Linked DNA regions of Gossypium hirsutum: all the other regions are linked to region 3. A link is a contact called in public Hi-C data. All regions are on one chromosome and are shown on one strand. The core of a region is the stretch at or near the end of the contact, and the rest is flanking DNA. Distances in the headings are between cores, read along the strand shown.

Region 1 (3,881 bases), core at 1,076-3,575, 490 kb after region 3:
CGAAGCAAAACCAACATCAACCAAAGTGTCTTAAATAACTTCCCAACGAATTCTGTTATAAGCTTTTTCTAAATCCACCTTCATAGCCATCCACAATTTCTTCCCTTTATTTGTCTGCATGGAATGTACAATTTCCTAGGCAATGATAATATTGCCCGTAATTTGTCTTCCAACCATGAAACTCACTTGATTTTGAGCAAAAAGGATGGAAAAATATGTCTGAACCGATTGGCAATGATTTTTTGTGACAACCTTATACAAGACATTGCAAAGACTTATTGGCCAAAAATGGGAGAAAGAAGTAGGATTCCTAATCTTCAGTATGAGAACCAAGAGTGTGTTATTAACAGAACAGATGCGAATCTTATCAGAAAAAACATCACGAACCCAAGAATAAACATCCGATCCGACCATATCCCACTGACTCTAGTAAAAAAGAGCGTGAAAACCATCAGGGCCAGGAGCTTTTAAAGGACCCATACTAAACAAAGCATTTCTAACCTCCTCTGCATTAACGGTCATGGTTAAAGAGTCCATAGTGCTAGAGTTGACTTGCGAAAAGTGACCACGTAAAGGGCAAGCATCACATGACAAATCATCCAAGGAAGAGAGAAGAGAAAAAACGAACTGCTTCATCATGCAATCTCTGATTATCATAAAACCAGTTATCCACAATTTTCAAGGCAAAAATTTATTAGAATTCTACCTTATAAGAGCTTTATTATAGAAAAACTTTGTATTACGATCCTCAAAATAGACCTAATCCATCCTCAATGTCTGCTTCCAAAGTAATTCCTCCTCATCAAGAATCTTTTCATATTCTAAATGTAACTTCGATTCAAGATTCAGAAGGTACCTGGAATATCTACGATCTAAAGTAGCTTGAACTTTACCAATATAATGGGCAATCGCTCATTTCCTTCTGATAATGTGGCCGAAAACCTCAAAATTCCACTTTTTAAAGCTTGTAGTAAAAGAAGTGAGATTGCCAATAATATCAGTATCATGTCCAAATATCATGGATGCATTTGTTAAAATCCGGATAAGAAACCCAAGATGCTAGAACCTGAAAAGGTCTCGGTTAAATAGCTTGACTGGGGCTGCAAAAAGATAAGTAAATAGGTCTGTGATCAAATTTGAGACGAGGAAGATGGAAGACAGAATCACCATAATAAAGTCGGCACCATTCATTATTACCAATTACTCGATCTAATATTTCAAAGATAGCCCCTCTTTTTCGTGTGAACTGTGGACCTTTAAACCCAAGATCCATCAACCCACTAAGGACGAAATCTAAAATAACTTGCATCCAGAAAAAATAGGATGACCACCCCTCTTTTCATCCGAAGACAACACTGAATTGAAGTCCCCCAACAAAACCCACGGCTCGAAAATGGAATGAGCAATATGATCCAAACGGCCGCATAAAGTCTCACATTTTTGTTTGTCCGGATAACCATAAACCAACGTCACTAAAACACTTCTGGATCCGCCCTATTTACCCAGTCGGCAAAGAATAAATTGTGGATCATTAAGAATAATTTGGATCTGAACAGAATTTCTCCAACAAATACATAAACCCCCAGCATAGCCTCTAGCTTGAATTCTGTGAGAATAATCCAAGCCAATTTTAGAAATGATTCTATCTACCTTCAAACCACTGACTCGAGTTTCAAAAAATGCCGCAACATCAACATTAAATTTAGCAAAGCAATCTCTAACCACCCTAACAAACTTAGGCGATGCACACCCTTTACAGTTCCATACAAAAATACTTGGTAACATCTGACAAATCATAGAGAGAAAGACAACATCAACAGATCCACCTTAAACATCTAAGGTAGTGGTTTCATTAGGACCCAGAGTTACCCCCTGAAAGTTATTTTCCTCTGCCATCAAGCCTTCTAAACCGATCCTGTCAACGAATTTTGTCATAGCTTTAGCAACAGAATCACGACCAAATGCCTTCACCTTGAATTTGTTGCCTGGACCCCGAAGATTGTGAGACCCGTTTTTAAAACGTTTGAGGTTTCCAATTTTCGAAGAAGATAAGGAGACAGCCAAATTCACATCAACAGAATGAGAATTGGGATCCCAATTTTCTACAAACTTAATGACTCAATGAAATTCTGGATTCAAGGTTGTCACAACAGATTTTTCTACTAAATTACGTGAAGTGCCTTGGGTTAACAAATTTAATTCCCTACTGGAATTATCATGCGAAATAAGAATGTGGGTTTCTTTAGAATTAACGTCACCCACTATGCACAAATAAGGAGTTGGGTTTGATTCTACGGAAATGAAAGTATTAGCCCGTTGGGAATTTTTGGAACCACCAAGCCTAGAACCCATCCTTAAAGGCCCAAAACATCCTGTCTTTGAGATCCAGCAGAAACCTTGGCACTTTGCTTGGAAGACCCATTAACCATTTTGGAGGAACCAGCAGCGTTTGGGTCTACCAGGCCCAAACTCCTTATCTGTTTTTTCCTGATCCAACCCCTGACCTGTAGCAACTTATTCTACAAGTGACAGTGGAACCCCAAAATCCCAAATTTGTTCATCGTTGTCCGTGGGAGTTGACCCTTCTTCATGTAAGGGGTTGTAATAAATGGCAACCCCTTTTCCTTTCAACTTTGCTGAATCAAGGGGATTGGGTTCCCCATTAATGGCTCAGTTCCCATCCCTCAAATTATGGATAATGTTAAAGCGAGATCCCATCGATCCCGTTACTTTCTTTTCTTCTCATCCAATTGCTGATTTCCGGCTAAGTATACTATTCCGTCGATTAACCACCATCCATGGCCCAAACATATCCAAATCTTTCCTGTTCTCATCTGAGATCAGATTTTCTTGGTTCATTTCCCCTAACGCTGTAACACAGTTGGGAACAGAGGAGCAGGAATCTTTAAAGTGACCAAAATGACCACAAGAAAAACAAATATTGGGAAGAGACTCATACTTAACGTGTCGAATACATCCATCAACTTTGATTTTAGAAACCAACGGATTGTTAAGGTCAAGAAAAATCGCCATACGAACAAAACGGCCCCTTTGCGCATTACCAGTGTTAATATCCAGTTTTATGACTTGCCCAATCGTCTCCCCGATGCTCTTTAAAATACTCTGCCAATACAAAAAAACCAGGAATTCCCGAAAGTCAAATCCAAGCAACCACGTTGGATGGGAATGGCTAGGAAGTGGAGAAGGATTTTGTCCATGGTTGAATACTGTCCAAAAATAATGCAAGGTCCTTCCGTGAGGGCCCGAGTATAATTCGATTCCTTTTGGAACTTCACCATGAAATAATCATTTTCCAAGTTCATAATTTTAATGGGGGTAGTTGGTTTCCAGAGGTTATAGATTTTATTCGAGAGCGTTTGGAAACCTATTTTCTTTCCCAAAAGTTTAACCACAACGGCACAAGACATACCTTGATATAAGATTTGATGAATCCTATCAGAGAAATGAATAGAGGGTAAACCATCCTTTGTTCCAGTTGTAACATCTCCATCAAGAAGTTGTAAGTCATCATTATCCTGTCCGATCATACTCTTTCCTGTATCCCTCGAAGCACCAAGCAACATGTCTTTGAAAGATACTCGTGAGTTAGCAGGCTTTTCAATACCATTAGGAATCCCAATTACATCCACATCATTGCTACGCATACGAATTTTTTAGTGGCCTTCTCCTCCAAAGAGTTCAACGAAGAAGAAGAATAATGTTGAATATCTTCTAGTGTCGAATTCTCTCTAGGTTGGAACATTTTCTCACGCTTTTGGATACTCATTTTAAATACATGATTTAAAACTAAATACTAATAATAAACTTACTGTTTGATAAACTAAAAATTTGAGTGATGAAAAATTAAGTATTGTACATTT
Region 2 (4,338 bases), core at 837-3,336, 380 kb before region 3:
GAGGGTGTTTTAGCTTTTTCACTTAAAAAACCAATAAAGATTTATCATTTTCTTCATTAACATCTTCAATTTCAGTTAATCTACTATCTTTGAGTCTCCGATATGCCGCTTTCCACTCGTGACAACTTTTACCTTTCAAAGCACTTCCCAACGAAACTATAGCAATGGGCAAACCTTGGCATTTTCTGATGATTTTAGTTGCCACCTTTCTAATAGCGTCATCAGCAGAGCCATTTAGACTTGCTTTCATTGCAAACAAATTCCAAGCTTCATGGCCATCCAAACAACCCAGTTGTACCACCTTTTGACAATCCATAGCAAGACATACTTGTTGACGGCGTGATGTTAAAAGAACTTTGCAACCTTTATGATCTTCGCCAGTCGGAATTCCTATCTTCTCCTTTAAGTTGATATTTGTCCAAATATCATCAAGGATAATAAGAATCCTCTGTTCCTTCTTCTGTCGCAACCATAGATCTTGCACTGATCTTCTTTCTTGTTCATTCTTCATATTAAAGTCTATGAATTGTGCAATTTGATCTTGAATTACTTGGAATTTTGGCATTTGAGACACAGTTGTAATCACAACTTTATTGAACAAATTCAGCTTTTCGGCTTGATTTCCAACTTCTCGAGCCAAGGTGGTTTTGCCCACACCCCTCCCATCCCCCACAATCCAATCATGCTGATCTTGTCATCTTGTAGGGCTTCAATGATTTGATGGAAAGCAATCTTTGAAGATTCCGAAACCACAAATTCCTTAGAGCATAGGAATTCTATGGTGGGAAGGGTACTAGGAGCACGGTAACCGACTCGTCCAGGTTGACCAAATTTGTTGATCTTCTCCAAAAGCTCAGATATATCCAGAGTTTTCTTCATTGCTTTCTTACTTAATCGTTATCTCCAACCCCAATTAGGATACCAGTTGAGACACCTCTTATTCTGTTGAATTTCCATTTCCAAAGTTTCCACATTCGATAGGATTTCCACTGCCTTCATTTGCAAATCCCGTACATCATCTTCAGTATGTAAAAGCTGCTTTTCAGCAACCTCAGTCTTATGCTGCAGAAGAGTTCGTGCCCTTACAAGTTCACCTTTTTTTTCCTCAAGCTTTTCAACATTGTCATGAAAGCGGCGGACATAATCAAGTTAACGTCCCACCGGCTTTACCACATAGTCCGCAACTAGTGTTCCAACGGAGTTAGCAAGAGCAGACTCGCAAATTCACAACCCATTGTTGACAAGCTCGATTGAAGAATACGATTTTCCAAGTTCAAACACTGTAGCAGATCATAAGAGTTATCTATTGAAGTTGGCCTGCATGCAGCATGTGAAGAAGCCAAAGTGTCAAGAAGCAGCCCGAGCCATGCATGCAGCTGTAAAAAAAGAGATCAAACTGTCGTACTATTACAGGGTGAAGTATGCATATTGAACCAGAAAAGGTAGACATGCAGCTTGAGACCAATAGACAGAAGCAGAAGCTTACTGATGCTGTCCAATTTCAACTCATTTTGGTTACCTTAAATTCATAGTTTGTAACTTAGTTCTTTTAGAACTTAGTTGGTAAACTTCTTGATGTATTTTAGATGTTGATTGACTGAAAGTTCAGCAAAGCAACTTGTGCAAGCTAGTTTAGCAATTTTCAATGTTTTAAGTGATGTTAGGTAAATGTTTAGGTAGCATTTTGACTTATAATGATCATCTCATGTTTGATATATGTAATGGCAATTTGCCAATGTCAAATTAATGAAAAATCATCATCTTTTTCATTCAATATCCTCTCCATTTCCTTTACATATTTTCTTTGCTTTTCAATTCTGTTTTTGTTTTGCTTAAAAACTCCAGACCTGATTCTCAAGTTTTCCTCATTCTTCATCCGGATATATTACTCTGTTGTTTAAGATCCAAATTGAAGTTCATATTTCATTCGGATAAAGAGTGTCAAACACCAACATTATCATTAGAAAAAATATTAAAGAATTAAAAAATGTTGAAGATGAACACCTACGTCTTAGACATACCACGCAAGGTGAAAGACAATTCCAAGTATGAAAATTAATCGGCTTTTATTCGATTCAGTCCAGCTGCAGACAAAACACAAAAAGTGAATACTGTGATAAACTTATATCGACAGTAGAATTGATATGATGCAAAACTAAAAATAATTTTATACCATAGAAATTTTGTAAGTATGGTACAGAATTGGTGAGATAAGTAGTAAGAAAGAAGACTTAGTTGAGAAGCTTTTATTACATTTTATTTGTTGCTTATCAATTCATACTAGTTGACAAAATCAAATATATGAGTGTAATGCCATCTAATTTTAAATTAGAAAGATATTTTTAATTACACATAGAGAAATATAATTCTAAAGTTTTTTTTAGCTGCCCCTTGAAAATGCAAAATTGTAAATTAATATATAGTGATATTGTACTTTGGCCTCAAAAAAAAAAAAAAAAACAAAATTTTAATTTTTTTTTAAAATGATAAAATTATATTTTAACATTTCAAAAATTCATAATTAATTTTCGATCCTTCCTAAACAAATTTTTAGATTCGCGGTTCTACACCAATATTATAATTCAAAAGTAATAAAATATTTAAAGTTGATGCTATTTAAATAGGTAATTCAATATTCTTTAAAAGTTTACCCTCACACACACTAATATTATGCATATAACAATGGAAAACATAATAAACATTCCCCTCTTACCTCTTCAAAATGAAAGTAATAATTCCAAGTATGTGAGTGCAAAGAAAATTAATTCCTTCAAGAAAAAAAACATAGTAAGTGATTATTAGATCAAGAAATATATATATATATATAAACACAATTCAAGAAATGAAGCATATATAAAAGACCTTTACCTCACTTGGGAACTTGAAAATCAAAGCTGAGAAAATGCTCCACTAGTTGAAAATAACCAAAAGGATTTGAAGATTAGGTTTTTTTTTTTGGAGGACTAATTTGGAGTAAAAGAAAGTAAATAAAACTGAACACTTTATTTTTTCTTTAAGGAAAGGGGAAATAGAAAACAAGAGAAATGTAGGTAGCACTAAAATGATGAGAAAACTTGACAAAGAAATTGGAGTTTATCTGCTTGCAAAATTCCAACACTCAAAAATATAAGCTAGGATTTCTTAGTTTTGGTTTAGCCAAAGGATTTGTGTTATGAGATTACTGCAATTGTAAATAAAGTTTCAACAAACAATCAAGATTGGGTCAAATTATTGGTATTTGCTTTAATCAATTGTTTATAGTATAGTGGATTGGCAAGGCAAGAGGATTTTACTTTTGCAATTACTGGGTAATTTCTTTTACAATTAATACCCAGGACTTGGAATGAAAATCAAATAAAATATAACTCTTTATATTTAAAAATAAATGAAAGTCTTGAGAAGAAACTTGTGCCGTGTACATAATATTGTAAAGCAGACTACAAAATGATAAGTCTTTGCTCTCACACTTTTCTTGAAATTTCAATAACCGATGTTTCAATTTTTCTTTTTTCTTTCTTTCTTTTTTTTTTATTTAAGATTTTCACTGCATTTAAAAATATGTATTTTCTATTGACAAAAATAAATCTATTTTCTTAATTTTCATTTGCTATGGAATATGAAAATTAGTTGTTCCTTCATTCATTTTTATTCATTTAAAGTGAATTTTTTTATTGTTTTGTAAAAATATAATGATAACTTTAACCCTTAATATTTATATTTCTTGTTAATTTGGTCATTAATTTTATAAAAAGAGTCAAATTTGATCATCAACTATTCAAAAAGAGTCAAATTTTATAGATTAATGTTTTTTTATTATACATGCCAAATATTTTGGATTTATGTTGATTAGGGTTTTAATTTTTAATTTTCAATTTGATTATTTATGAAAATAAGTGTGATTATCTATTGTTGTCGAAGTAAACTTTATATAATAAATAAATATATAACAGTTTGTGCAGGTTTGGATTTCATTAGAAACTATCTACGATATATATTATTTGTGAGATTAAATGTTTGGTTCTTGTATAGTTGTTTCGTAAATTTGAATGGAATGTTTTGGTGCAACGTCAATTAATCTGCTTTTTTTTTTTTATGGACACAAAAAGCAAACTTGAAGGTTTATTATTATTATTATTTTTTTTTTTTTATGGAAAGGGGAAATAGAAAAGAAGAGAGATGAAGGTAACACTAAAATGATGAGAAAGCTTGACAAAGAAATTGGAGTTTATGTGCTTGGAAAATTCCAACACTCAAGAGTGTAATGGGTAGGTGGTAACTAACTAGTATACTTAGTACTTAATTACAAAGAACTAATCCCTAAATACTAGGAGCTGTTAT
Region 3 (4,117 bases), core at 1,229-3,728:
ATAATCTGAGTTCGAAATGAAATATCATGAAAACGTACTTGAAATACATTGGTATATATGTCTTGTATATGCTATTTGAATTCATAAATGTGGAAAGTAAATCAATGTGGAAATCTTGATGAATACGTACATCCAAATTTATATGATAGATTTTAGTGAACATTGAAATTGGGCTCAATAAGTGATTTGGCAATTTAAATCGTGATTGGTAGGAAGAGTTAATGAATTTCATATTTATGAACTGTTACACATATTTGTCTAAAATACGAGGAAGTGATGGTAATTGATACATAGAAATATGAAACTATGATATATATATATAAAAACATGGAATATGTTTGATAAATGTGTTCATTCATAATTATGGAATTATGTACCTCATGTGTGCTATTTGCATAAAGATGATATTTCAAATACTTTGGTGAATAAAGCTTAAATATGAAATAGTATGAAATCGAAACAAATTGTTATGAAAATGTATTTAAATTATCTGTAAGTGTTTAGTGCTTCTCAATAATGCCTCGTACTCTATTCCTGCGACGGATACGAGTAGGCAGTGTTGCACATAATCACATAGCACACAAAAGTAACAAGAGGATTAAGAAAGCTTACACTTGACACTTAGGATAGGGGTTTAGGCTACTCCTAAGCTCCCATTTAGCACTATGAATCGTGTCTACAAAATAACCCATTTTCAGTGAAATCCGAACAGTGGTTTCGGGACCACAAATTCGAGTCAGAAAGAAAAATTATTTTAATATTATTGTATGGTCTGCATTATGATAGAAATAACGTATGAAAATTTCGTTAAGAAAATTTTACCGATTTCATTTTTAATTAGGAGGAAAAGACTAAATTGCATAAAGTGCAAAAGTTGAATACTAGTAGCTAGAAGGATCAAATAACTATGGAATTCAAAATTTGAGGTCCTTATAAGGAAATAGACCATTAATCAAAGTTAGTAGATATTTATGATGATTCATCCATGGAAAATTAGAAAAAGAAAATGACTAAATTGAATTTTTTTAATCGAGTCGAGTAAAATGAAATTCGAGTCGAATCGAATCGAGTGAAATTGTCCAAGTTAAATTAAAAAAAATTAAAAATGTCAAATTAAAATCTTGTTACAATATAACTAATTTCATGTTAGAGCACATAAATTTGAAACCATATATATTTGAAAACTTTTTCAAAGCAAAATAATAAAAAATACAGTATGATAAACTTGAATTATTAATTAACTTATTTAAATCTCAAAAATTATTATTTTAGAAATTTTTTTAAAATTTTAACTTCTTTTATATATTTTTTAGATTTTTAAAAAATTATTATATTTTAAAAAAATATAAATTTTAATTTTTTTTTGTAATTTTTGTTAAAAGAGATCAATTTGCTCATTTTCAAAATTAATAGAGACTAAAATACTATTTACACTAATATGTTCTTAGAATTATTCAAATTGAAAAATTTTACTCGATTCAAACTCGAAACACGAATTTTTTATTTGAGTTGACTTATTCGGTTAACACAAATTTCAAATTTTTTTTTTAATTTTTTCGAATCGAATCGAGTTTTGATCACTCTGATTATTATTTTTTAAATTAATCTTCCATCCATTATGCTTAAAATTACTGTTTTTTAAACCATATTTCCAACAAAATAAATAGGGTTTTAAATCCCATTTTATTTATTTAATCCTAGCTGGAAATTAGGAGATCGTAAAAAATTCATGTCATTCTTCCATTTACATTTTAACAACAAATATAAAAAAAAATTTTAAAAATCAAGTCCCATTAATTAAGTCATCACTTTCTGTCTAAAATAGAAATTAATAATTTGTAATTCCACTATAATAATAATTTTAAGGAACTTAACAGTTGTCTCAAAGGGAATCAAAGAGGGAATATTGGGTGGTTTTTTTTATTAATATATATTTTTGAATCTTTAATACATATGTTTTTCTGAATTCTTAATACATGTTTTGATTTTTTATTTATAATTTATAATTTATATATTTTTAAATATTTTTAATTTTTATTGAAAATGATAATTTTTAAAAAAAAATTAAGATCAAATTAGTAAAATGTGTAAATATCAGAGATAAATTACTATTAGGTAAAAAAAAAACCCCATTAAATATTGACAGTGCACAACAATAACATAAATTTTTATAAAAGGAAACTTGAATAATAATTGTTTATAGAATAGTTTGTTTTCTGGTTGTGCCTCGCAAATAAAACTTACTCCTCTTCCAGTATATTCAACCAAGTTATCTGGACTCAAAACAAAAGTTTCAGATATTGTATGTTTCCGATACGGTTATACTCTTCTCTTCCCTAAAGTTTTCATATATTCGATGGGTGGTACCCTATACTGATGTACGGATATGTGTTGGATGTAAGGGTAGCGAATCTGTTCCAGACACCAAGTCACGTGAAGAAGAGGCATTCGCTAGTCTATTCAGGAATGAGACAACATCATCTGACGAACCAAGCAAATATCGAGCACTAGTCCGAGTCCGTCCAACAGCACAGGAGAAGTAGTTATCTCCTTTGAGATCAAGAACACTCCATGAGATCTTTTCTGGCACCGACGGATGCCTCAGCAAACTCCCACAGCTATAATAACTACTAGTTCTTCTATCCGGAGCCGGGGATGGTGGTTGTGTCTTTTTTTGTAATGACGATTTAGCTCCACTTTTGCTTGCTGGGAGCTTCAATGGAGGCCTTCTTTCAGCAGGTAATAACCGTGGTCCATCAAATGGCTTGCTTCTTGCTATGCTCAATGCATCAAAAGGCAGCTCGGGTTCGAAAAAGGTGTAAACATCTTCATCCTGGTGAAGTAATGAAAAATGATCACATCGATATAGGTTATAGGTGACAGACACGAGTACTTCAAGAAAAGTAAAGAGTCGAAGCAACGTAAATAACTACACCTCAATTAGATCTATTTGTTCAATATCCTAGAACAAAGATAACCACACCTTTAAGTTGTTCAAATGATTTGAATATGAATTTGCATGAAGAAAAGATTGATGAGAAGGTTACCTTCCCCAGAAAATGTCCGATGCAAAGAACATAGTCGATCGGAGTTGTCATTGATGTAGTGTGAACAATCTCTCCCAAAATACGATCAATGGCTGCCCCCTGGTTTAAAACTAAGTTATCATACAGGCAAGCATGCATCTCCAAAACTGCTACTAGAAGTATGTGTATGGTGAATGGGCAGTTACCTTTGTAACGCCAACTGCTCGTACCTCAACCGATCGGCTTCCTTGAACGACATCGACAGATGCATTCGAAATTGGTCCAGTCCAGAGATGTTGCAGCATGTCTCTTGCTTGAAGTCTTCCGAATTCAATATCTACAGACAAAGTAACATGAAAGGAAAACATGAGGAAGGATTGGACAAACAGGGTTGGAATTGATCTGAGATGAAGCTTGGAAACAAAATAGGCTGAGTACCTGCATATTTGTAATTCCATACAAGCGATGTATCCCGGAAATCGAAATGCGATCTCGGTGTTCTTTCAGTGAAATACTCAAAAACATGCTGCCAACATGCCATTGGCTTTTGTTAGAAGAGGCACATGGAAAAGAGAAACTTGATGAAGTGTTTGTGCAAGTATAATTTGGTTACCTTCACACTATCAATCCATTCCAAATTCAAGTGTTCCGGCATTGTCGTCATCCAGTCTCCCTTTGTATGTCGTAGAAACATACCGTTTTCTGCAGCCAACCACAGGTTATACTCTCCAAAGTTCTGCGAGAGCAATCAGTTGGTTTCAGTGGAGGATGAACCAGGGCTTAGACCAGGAAGAAAGATATAAATCCTAGCATACCTTATCCAAGACACATCTGTCACTCCCACTGAGGACAGCTATTGTTGTCTTCGGATCATTACAGAGGGCTATTAAGGGTTCTCTCAACGCCGGATGCAATTTAAGTTCCATTTCTTTGATTTGATCACCTCTACTCCCCGGAGTATCCACTGGTTCGGTTAATGTTGTGTTAAAACCCTGAGTTTCAGACCATCCCAAAGATGAGGTAAACATGGCAAGCATACTCAACTTAGCACAGTGGATTTATTGATATCGATACAATAAGAAATGTGGCAA

What was found. Hi-C and Micro-C count contacts between places; a contact is called where the count stands out from the background.
Region 1: a contact with region 3 is called in a Hi-C map of petal, with 3 times the contacts expected there. The contact joins two enhancer-like sites. A contact is called at or near these places in 8 of 34 Hi-C or Micro-C datasets (anther, callus, hypocotyl and 2 more).
Region 2: a Hi-C map of seedling shows a contact between it and region 3, with 2.6 times the contacts expected there. The contact joins the promoter of LOC107902398 here to the enhancer-like site in region 3. A contact is called at or near these places in 2 of 34 Hi-C or Micro-C datasets (leaf and seedling).

What each region holds. Positions count from the first base shown.
Region 1 is chrA04:11,624,350-11,628,230 of Gossypium_hirsutum_v2.1, reverse strand. No RefSeq gene overlaps it. Among protein-coding and RNA genes, the nearest start is that of LOC107948584, 7.1 kb to the right of the region's middle. Within about 2 kb of position 2,325, at least 9 of the 9 cell types and tissues checked have an H3K27ac peak or open chromatin away from gene starts, as enhancers often do.
Region 2 is chrA04:12,491,877-12,496,214 of Gossypium_hirsutum_v2.1, reverse strand. LOC107902398 (disease resistance protein At4g27190-like) reads right to left here and starts at 2,086. Exons shown (of 2, transcript XM_041110928.1): 1 at 2,022-2,086; 2 at 10-1,280. The coding sequence starts at 565. The coding sequence ends at 23.
Region 3 is chrA04:12,116,517-12,120,633 of Gossypium_hirsutum_v2.1, reverse strand. It overlaps the pseudogene LOC121227953. Among protein-coding and RNA genes, the nearest start is that of LOC121227952, 12 kb to the right of the region's middle. Within about 2 kb of position 2,478, at least 3 of the 9 cell types and tissues checked have an H3K27ac peak or open chromatin away from gene starts, as enhancers often do.